3 separate regions of the Zea mays genome follow, and all the other regions are linked to region 3. A link is a contact called in public Hi-C data. All regions are on one chromosome and are shown on one strand. Each heading gives the region's core, a stretch centred on a gene start, on an enhancer-like site or on the middle of the called end of the contact. The rest is flanking DNA. Distances are from core to core; before and after follow the strand shown.

Region 1 (3,132 bases), core at 374-2,873, 180 kb before region 3:
GTCTGCCTTTTTTTATTATATAATTATACTATGTGACGTATTGTTATTGGTTTTGTACATTTATCTTCTGAGCATTTTGGAGACACTCCATTTAAACATAGTTATTAGGACCAGATTGGTCGTTGAACCAGCAAGGACGTAGTCCACTGTTTCACTGGCTCAACTGTCGAGAACCCCTTTCAAAAATAAAGTCAAGGACCAATTCAACTGCCGGTTCAATAGTTTTGGATTGAATTGAACTGGCTACAAGTACATAGAACGGTGCAATATATAGTTGATATTAAATAAAAACAAGCTCATAAATAACACAACTATATCTAACCACACGTCTGGACAGTTACATTGATATATCCCAGAAAAGAAAACGTCCAAAATGGACCATTTATAGCATGTTGGCCTCATGATTTATTTACCATCTATATCATTTTGTTGGCGATTTTGCCGTAAATTGCCACCCATTTGTAGCGGCCCATTTCAGGACCTTGTTTGCTTCTTAATATAATAAAACACAGCTCTCCTGTGTTTTCGAGGAGAAAAAAATTGTTGGCCATTTAACGCAAGTATACCATGGCTAATATTGTAATCTACTCCTAAAACAGATATCACACACCCAACTCCGGACCTTACTGGATACATTACTGAGGGACAGATATACATTGATAGGCAGCTCCATAACAGACAGGTGCTTTTCTTTGTCTTTTATTCTTGAGTTATCTAATGTTATACCTTCACATGCGGCAGGTCTGGAATTATTTATAACTAAATTTAGCATTTCTTATTTTCTCATATTTGATATAGAATATGAAGTATTTGTTTATTTTTTACTACCTTGATAGCTTATCTGTGTTGATGTGATCACATTTTATTTTATTTCAGATTTATCCACCTATCAATGTCCTGCCATCTCTATCTCGATTGATGAAGGTAAGATAAGTTTTCTGTATGTTTTCAGCATTTATGTTGAAGGTTAGTTGTAAGAACCACTTAACAACTCCTGCAGAGTGCTATTGGTGAGGGCATGACACGTAGAGACCATTCGGATGTGTCTAATCAGGTACATACTATGAGTCCATGTTATTTTTGATAAGGGAGTCCATAGTCTTTGCTACCCTTCAGACATGATGTGCAAGATGAATTGACATCTGCTGTTTTCTCTTTCAGCTTTATGCCAACTACGCAATTGGAAAGGATGTTCAGGCCATGAAGGCAGTCGTTGGAGAGGAGGCACTCTCGTCTGAGGATCTGGTCTGTTTCGAGTGAAATAAATTCCTAAGGGCTTGTTCGGGTTGCGTGCAGACGTAACCGAACAAGCCCTAAGTTAGTTCTTTTTCAGATGTCCAAAACCTAATGTTCTGTTACTTCTTGCTCAGCTTTACTTAGAGTTCCTTGACAAGTTTGAGAGGAAGTTTGTGACACAAGGAGCATACGACACACGGAACATCTTCCAGTCACTAGATCTTGCATGGACATTGCTTCGGATCTTCCCTCGCGAACTTCTCCACCGTATCCCGGCGAAGACCTTGGACCAGTACTATAGCAGAGATGCCTCCCACTGAATCACTGATCGTTGATCAGTGTTCCAATAGTTTGGCAAGTGTTGAATAAATTGAACAGATTGGCTTCATGGCCTTTTCCCTGTATTTATGTGTAGTCAGGTCCAATTCTTTTCTGTTGATGAGCGCAAGTTTTTCGTAGATGACTCGCGGTCACGGCAATATTTGTGATATTGTGTCATCTGTGGACTATGGTTAAATTTCAGTTATTTGTTTTCTTTCACCTTCCAGAACTGTTAGCAAGAGCATTCTGGACCAGGATGCTCGAACACAACTGGCTGTATGTACATTTGTGAATGGTGAATAAAGAAGGGGCAATAAACTGCTGCGAAATATGTGCTACTGCCTCACCAGAAGTTCTGTCTAATGTGTGCGAAGTTGTTATCTGAGGGCTCAGTTTTGATGAGAATTCTTTGACGTGAAGAGAAGAAAATGCTTTTTCTTAGCAAAAACGGACTAACCTGTTCGGCTGGCACTGCCGCTGCAGCTGTTCATACTCGGCAATCAGTAGAGATAAAATATTGTAGAAGCCACAACCACAGCTGGAGTACATAGTCTGTCCTTAATTAAATACTTTTGGAACGGAAGAGATTTCAAATTTTTTAGTCCTTATTCGGTTATTTTAATTCTATATGTTTTAGGTATTATTCGGTTATTTTAATTTTATGTGTATTAAAGTGTATTACGATAAATTTTAACTTGATATAGTGACTCACTATCATCCAATTCCATAGATTAATGGTGCTCGTATAATCACAGCTCCCTCGGCCCGCTTGTCCCGTCTACTGAACTACTCGCACTTCCTCACCAGCCAGCGCCTCCCTTGCTCATCACACTCCTTTCTCCACCCATCCGCTTCCGGGACGCCAACCATGGCGACCCACGACAGAGGCCCGCGCCCCTGCCACCTCCTCATCTTAATCGCTGCCGCCGCGCTCTATTTCGCGTCCTCCCCGGCGTCGCTCCCCATAACTTCCAGAAGGTGATCAATCGACCTCATTCCCCGGCTTCTCGCCCGCATGTTTCTCCGCTTCCACTCCCGGTCGAATCCAAGGCTAGGTCTTCCCTCGCGGCTGTTGGCGCCCGCGGATCTGGCAGTGTTTGGATGATCAGTCTCAGATCTTGCTTTCGGGATGCGCGGGGGAGTAGCGGGTAGGCGCGTGGTTTAGGGTTCAGGGATACGAAGTATGGAAGGATGGATGTCAACATTGGTGTGTCTACGTGTTTCGGCGTGGGAAGAAGTGATGCGGCGCGCCATGCCCCCATCCTATCTTTGATCGCCCGCCTTTTCGTTGGCGGTACGGGTAACATGTGTTTTTCGATGCAGTGAGGGCATTAGCGTAGGATTTGCATTTTGGATACCTTGCAGTGGTGGTCTCGATAATTACATATTTTTTTGGGGAAATATGTTTCTGGTGCTTTCATGTTTGTTATCTATCTGTATGCTTGATTATGCATACAATGTTTTTCTTGTACATGTTGATGCTCAATTTATCGTGTCATTTTGTCTTTGACATTGACAACAAGTTTCATTAGCTAGTTGGTGTATGGGGTAGAATAGATCACTTGTCACTCATGA
Region 2 (2,993 bases), core at 289-2,788, 130 kb before region 3:
TAGAAGAAGAGACCGAGTTGAGCTGAAACAGAAGTTGAGATCGCAAATCGCAATGCTCTGCTGCTCGGCCGTCACCCGGATGGGGATGGCCATGGCCCCTACCATGCGTGCTCGCTCGCACTCCCACCCATTCGTTCCCGCGTGCTCGCTCGGGTTCGACGCAGAGCCGGAGCGGGGAACGGAGAGCTGTTGGAGGACTCGGCTCAGTTGTCCGCTCCGCCCGGCGCTCGGTCGCCAGCCAGATGTATGATGATGGCGCTTGACGACGTTGATGGCTTACACGGCGGACCGACAGGGGCACGCCGACGAGGCGGAGTGTGCGCCCTCGGAGCGGGGTCTCGTCCCGGCCACGGGGGGCGGCTCTCTCGAGTGGCAGTCTGCCAGAGCAGAAGCCTGCCCAGCTGGGATTGCGATTGTGCGAGTTACGAGGGCGCCACGCACTGGTGCCATGACAGCATCCGGTGCTTCGGACGGGCTCGGATTAACATTAACATCTGTCCGCCAATCCAATGATAGCCTGATCACTCTACTGACATATACTACAAAGACATCCTTTCTGTCGTGCTGTTTTATAGCGTCTTGTACTCTTGTGTCCTACTCTCGCTGGAGGATTTTATTTCTGGTCCTGTATTTGCCTGTAAGAAATGAACTAATTCCTATAAAGATTCAATATAGCTTAAATTTCTAGGAGTTTTAAGGGTGAATCCAGCCATTTCCCCCTCTCAAATATCCCTATTCATGCATTGTACTCATATTTATATACCTCCGCTTCTGCCTATTTCACCTACTTTCTAACCATTCTCCCTGTACAACCTCTATACATTTTAACCGAGCCATTTGGGTTTTGTATATCAGTTTTTGAAGTTTTTTTTTAAAAGTACTGTGCTCAAGTTTGACTGGCTTATCATTTTTTTAAAAAAACTCATAATTATTAAAAAAAATCTCGGGCATTCACATGATGAGTACTAACTAGTACAGATCCTCCCAACTCCCGCAGCGCAGCATGATGGACAGCCCCGGGCCGGACCGGGCTGTCCCGCTGCTGCTTCAGCGCGGGCCTACCGCCCAAGCGTCCTTAGGCATCGATGGCCCACGCGCGTGGCGGGGCCCGGCGCCCAAAACGGCAATGCCCTGCGGCGCACGATGCCGATCCGACGCCGGCGGCCCCGTGCGCTCCCTCCCTCCACGCGCGCCGCATAATGCACGGCAGCGTGCATGCGTGCGTGCGTGCTAGTAGTTCGCCATCGCCAGCCTGCTCCTGCTCCGTCCGTGCTGGCGAGGTTTGGGTTGGGCGTGGATGGCTCTGCCACGATGCCCACCTCCATTGACACGGTGGGAAGCGGCACGCGCACCCACAGGCAGAGCACCCATCGAGTGCGCACGCCGTCTCGCCAGCTCCGCGCGCGCCCCCATCCATCCATCCATCCATTCGTTTGAATCCCAGGCCATCAGTGCTGCTCGCGCTCGCCCCGCCGCTCCCTCCACATCGTCCCAGTCTTCGTCTCCCTCCTCCTCCGTCCTCCTCCTCGCTGTACCACACTCAAAAGGAGTGCCTCCAAAAGGAAACGCGCAACAGGAGACCGGGAGAGCGAGCGACCAATCGGACTACCGGCCGGAGGGTCGGAGGGAGCTAGCATGAGAGCGTCCATTCCAACCCACCACCACCATCGCTGTTCATTCATCCGTTACGCACACAAGTAGTATAAAACAAAACCCTGTGCTCACCAGTCCTTCCCTCCCTCCCTGCCTGCTGTCCGATCCCGTTCCATTGCTCACCCTCCATTGGTGTGGTGTCTGTCTTTTCGTGCAATCAAAGGCGATCCGCAAACAAACACACGGCCAGAGATCAAGCAGCCAGCTAGCGCAGCGCGAGTGGTTCCAATGCAGGGAGACCCGGGGTACGGTGGCTACGGCTACGGGTACGGCTATGACGTCGCCGGCAACGGCGGCGGAGGCGGGTACTACCCTGCGAACGACCGGTACCCTGCCGCTGCCTATGAGGACCCGCTCGCGGGTCGGAGGCAGCCGCTGCTCACGGGGCTGGAGTTCGAACCGTCGGACACCTGCCCCAGGAACTACGTCATCTTCGACCAGACGTACGACCGGAGCCGGGTGATGTACCACCCCTCTCTGCCCGCCGACAACTTCGACCACCAGGGTTACTACTCCGGTGAGAGCGCCTACCACGGCGGCGGCGGCAGCGGTGGCTCGGTCCGGCAGAAGGAGGACACCGACGAGATCGACGCGCTGATGAGCACGGAGGACGGCGGCGGCGACGACGACGAGGACGACGTGCTCAGCACGGGCCGCACGCCGGGGTGCCGCGCCGCTGGCTCCCCGGACTCCACGTGCTCGTCCGGCGGCGGCCGGAAGCACGAGGCGCCGGCCGGCGGCGAGAAGAAGAAGGAACGGGTGAAGAAGATGGTGCGGACGCTCAAGGGGATCATCCCCGGTGGCGACCGGATGGACACGCCCGCGGCCGTCCTCGACGAGGCCGTCAGGTACCTCAAGTCGCTCAAGGTGGAGGTCAACAAGGCCGATGCGCGTGGGTCCGGCAGCTAGCTAGCTAGCCGGCTTCCAACTGCTAGTCTGGCTTTGCCGATCAAAACAGGAGTATCTATCTCTCTGCGCATCGGCAGAGAAGATGGGACACGTACGCGAACAAAGAAGATGGTCAACGGTGCTGGAGAGACAGAGGCAGTAATGGATTGGAATCTAAGTGCAAAAATAGAGAGAGTTCTATCACTCCCTCCGTTCATGTTTACACAGGCCTACGCCAATTTTTGATTTGGCCGAGTAGATATCAAGGGCCAATTAATTACTCGGGAGAAAGAAAAAAAAAAAAACAAAGCGATGCATGCATAGCTAGCAACAGCTCCGTACGTGGCGTCAGTAGTCAAGAGTCAAGAACACACTTTTATTCTCTACCATACCGTGTAGCCAGTTACTTCCCCCCTACATGCTAGTTTAATGGGAATATATCATATGCGAAC
Region 3 (3,133 bases), core at 333-2,832:
CCTCGACAAGAAACCGTTTTTTTAACTGTTTGGTAGAGCTTCACCATGAGTCCGAGCTAGAGCCATCGAAAGAGCCATGCTAAAGGGGCATGCTAAAGGGGCGTATGTGGTGTTCCCATTAAGAGTTTGTTAGGTTATTTTCAATCCATATGGAAGAGATTTTGACTTACCAGGGATTAAAACTCCCTCAATCCCCCTCAATCTATATGGATTGGGGTAGAACCGAACAAGCCCTAATGCTTACGCTACAATTTCTCCTTTTTAAAAAAAATAGCGGCTCTAGCTGGTCATACATGTTTCCACTCTAGGTTATCATGGGCCAAAATTTTAAACTGACCACAACTCCAACATGCATGCCACATTATATTGTCACTCTCTAGTAACAATTCCTCATGAAGTTGGGCATTGAGCAAGTACCATCATTTCATCATGCAATTGAAATATGTATTTTTGTTGTGTGTTTTGAGAACAGAGTACATTTTGTTAGAAACGCACAGTACCTGGGAGACGACCACATGACGAGCTTGGGACGGCTCCTCATCATGCCCATCGTGACAGTCATCACATGGGCCGTGCCCGTGGGCGTGGCTATGCCTATGTGCTGCGGCATGCGCGTGCATCCCCACGATGTGCATGGGGTCCTTGTGGCCTCCCCCGTCTCTCCCAATGCTGCTGCCAGTGCTCGCCACGAGCGCGCCGTCCTGTAGCAGCGCAACGATCACGTCGTGGCCGCTCGCATTGGCACTGGCACTGGCATTGCCAACGACGACGGCGGCTTCCTCCGCATCGGCGTGGTGCTTCTTGCGCTCGTACATATGCGTGCCGACGAAGTCGAAGACGAGCGTCCCGAGCGCCGCGAGCATGGCGACGAACCCTGGGAACGGGAAGCGGCGCCACGGCGCGGCGGGGAGACAAGGGTCCGTGAGCGCCTCGTCCGCGTCGTGCAGCATGTGGACGAAGCCCGTGGCCAGGATCACCCCGGCCGCGAACGCCTTTACGAGCACGAACGCCCCACCGGTGGAGGAGGAGGAGGAGGCTCCATGCCCGTGGCAGCGGCGGCCGACGAGCGGGATCGCGACGCCGGTCGCGCCTGCGACGAGTATGGCCACGACGAACACCATCTTAAGCCTCAGCGCCGCCGCCTCGTCGCGGCACTCCACCTCATCGGCGCCGCTAGACGGGTCGCAGCTCGCCGTGGAGACCGACGCTGCTACCACCGAGGCACCGAGAGAGCAGAGAGATACATGCACGCAACGCATGTCGCGTCAAAATCACACAACGACCACGAGAGGAATCAATTTGTTGACCTACTTACCTGCCATCTGCTGCAGGTACGTGCGGATGTACGACGATTCCATCATCTCCTACGATTCATAGCAACGCAACAACTGAATTATCAAAAAAAACTGCGATTCCGCCTCGCAATTCAGCGGCGTAAATGGAGGGGAAACTAACGACAACGGAGGAATTAACACGACCCAAATTTGGAAGGGAAAGGAATAATAGCAGCGAGAAGATAAGCAATGTGGCCCAGGAAAGCGCGACGGTGCAGAGCACACGCGGCGAAATTAGGGCCGCGCCACGAGGTTCGTAGGGGACGGACGAGATGGGAGGGAGAAGGTGGCGCGCACCTCGAGGAGCGGCATCGCCGCTGCAGAGAACGCTGCCGATGCGGAAACAGATATCCCTCTCTCGAGCAATCGATGGATTCTTACAATAACCAGCGGCCTCCATCAATCGTTTTTATACGCGCGAGAAGAGGCGTGATTCCTCACTCACCTCGGGACGTCGGCGAGGCTAGCGGGACCCGCCACACGACGAGAATGTTGTCATCCCACGCGGCCCGCCGTCCGATCGAATCATACGGCGGCGCAGATGTCAGCACGCGGAGTGGGCACGCTGCGGGGGCATGCTGAGTCTGTGGATGGCGGGGAGGGTCCCGACAACGAACAGGTCTCTGCAGACCGGGCGCGGCGAGTTGAGTGCTGAGGCGTGCGGCTCCAGGCATGGAGCAACGATGTCGACACCATGGCTTCGCCGGAAGAACGAGAGACAGTGCAGTAGACTGGTAGCGTTTGGACTTCGATCCTCCTGTCTGCGTGTCTCGGAATCTCTAGAAACAAATCTCCGCGTAGCCTTTCACCTAAATATAAAACTTGAATTCCATATAGTACATCTGAACCGAGTTTGAATTTCATAGTACATCCGAACCGATCAACAAACTCGAATTTCACTTTTAGTATATTCGAAGGTCAAGACATCGTCGGGGCTGTACCAGCTCTACACGCGGTCCGACAAATTGGAGACTGAAACTGGCAATCGCTATCATGACCGCATGACACTGCCCTTGCCAATCATCCTCTTATTGAACCGTGATAGATTGACCAGTGAAATCAGTTCATCAATACAGCTGCAGCAGCTGTTTGGACTGCAGCTGCAATCCAATCCATAGAGATAAAATACGCCACAGCCAGATTAAAGTCGCATAATGATACAACCACATATAGGTCCAGCTATCATAAAACTTGGAACACCAGTAATGAGACAACCACACATAGGCACATAGCTCCAGCTATCATAAAATGGATAGCAACAACACAGAATTTTGAAACGAGATAACACGCATTCAGATCAGAATGGAGACAAATAGAAACCCACACAATTCAATAGTATCAGTCCAATCCTTTGCTAAGCTTCTCTACATACATAAGCAGAGATGGCGAAGTCACTGGTCAGTGAGCGAATGTTTTACATCAAAATACATATGTTCCATGACACCATATTGTTACCACAAAGCTTGTAGTTTCAAGGGTCTTCTAAGGCTCATGCCTACGAGAATTTGAGCTGCACCTTCTACAGAAAGCTCAGGGGGTGGGGGTGGGATGAGGCAGTTCAGGGTTCAGCGACTACAGACTAGAATCTTTGTTCCAGGAAAAAAATGTTCAGATGCCGCTGATTCAACAAGGTGAATGGAATGTTCCATTTTCTCGGTGGGAATGTATAGCTTTATTATCAGATCCTAGAGGAAGGCAAAGGCAGTGAATGGATTATCATTTTCCATAAGGGTGGTATCTGCTGGAGCCCCGACCACCAGCGCTGCCACCACCACCCATGCCTCCAGCCCCACCGTAGC

Evidence for each region. Hi-C and Micro-C count contacts between places; a contact is called where the count stands out from the background.
Region 1: a contact with region 3 is called in a Hi-C map of ear, with 2.1 times the contacts expected there. The contact joins the promoter of LOC103631300 here to the promoter of LOC100281339 in region 3. A contact is called at or near these places in 3 of 25 Hi-C or Micro-C datasets (ear, leaf and tassel).
Region 2: a contact with region 3 is called in a Hi-C map of bundle sheath, with 3 times the contacts expected there. The contact joins the promoter of LOC100278531 here to the promoter of LOC100281339 in region 3. A contact is called at or near these places in 2 of 25 Hi-C or Micro-C datasets (bundle sheath and ear).

Annotation. Positions count from the first base shown.
Region 1 is chr6:114,414,387-114,417,518 of Zm-B73-REFERENCE-NAM-5.0, forward strand. It overlaps LOC103631300 (transmembrane 9 superfamily member 7), which reads left to right and starts at 1,624. Exons shown (of 13, transcript XM_020540054.1): 1 at 1,624-1,637; 2 at 1,785-1,833; 3 at 2,365-2,535. The coding sequence starts at 1,624. It overlaps LOC100282598 (vacuolar ATP synthase subunit B), which reads left to right. Exons shown (of 15, transcript NM_001155506.2): 11 at 600-682; 12 at 877-924; 13 at 1,001-1,054; 14 at 1,162-1,245; 15 at 1,371-1,892. The coding sequence ends at 1,556.
Region 2 is chr6:114,463,901-114,466,893 of Zm-B73-REFERENCE-NAM-5.0, forward strand. LOC100278531 reads left to right here and starts at 1,539. Exons shown (of 1, transcript NM_001151775.2): 1 at 1,539-2,818. The coding sequence starts at 1,882. The coding sequence ends at 2,562.
Region 3 is chr6:114,597,038-114,600,170 of Zm-B73-REFERENCE-NAM-5.0, forward strand. It overlaps LOC100281339, which reads right to left and starts at 1,583. Exons shown (of 4, transcript NM_001154257.1): 1 at 1,316-1,583; 2 at 501-1,207. The coding sequence starts at 1,361. LOC100279268 (RNA-binding (RRM/RBD/RNP motifs) family protein) reads right to left here. Exons shown (of 6, transcript NM_001152289.1): 6 at 2,639-3,133. The coding sequence ends at 3,051.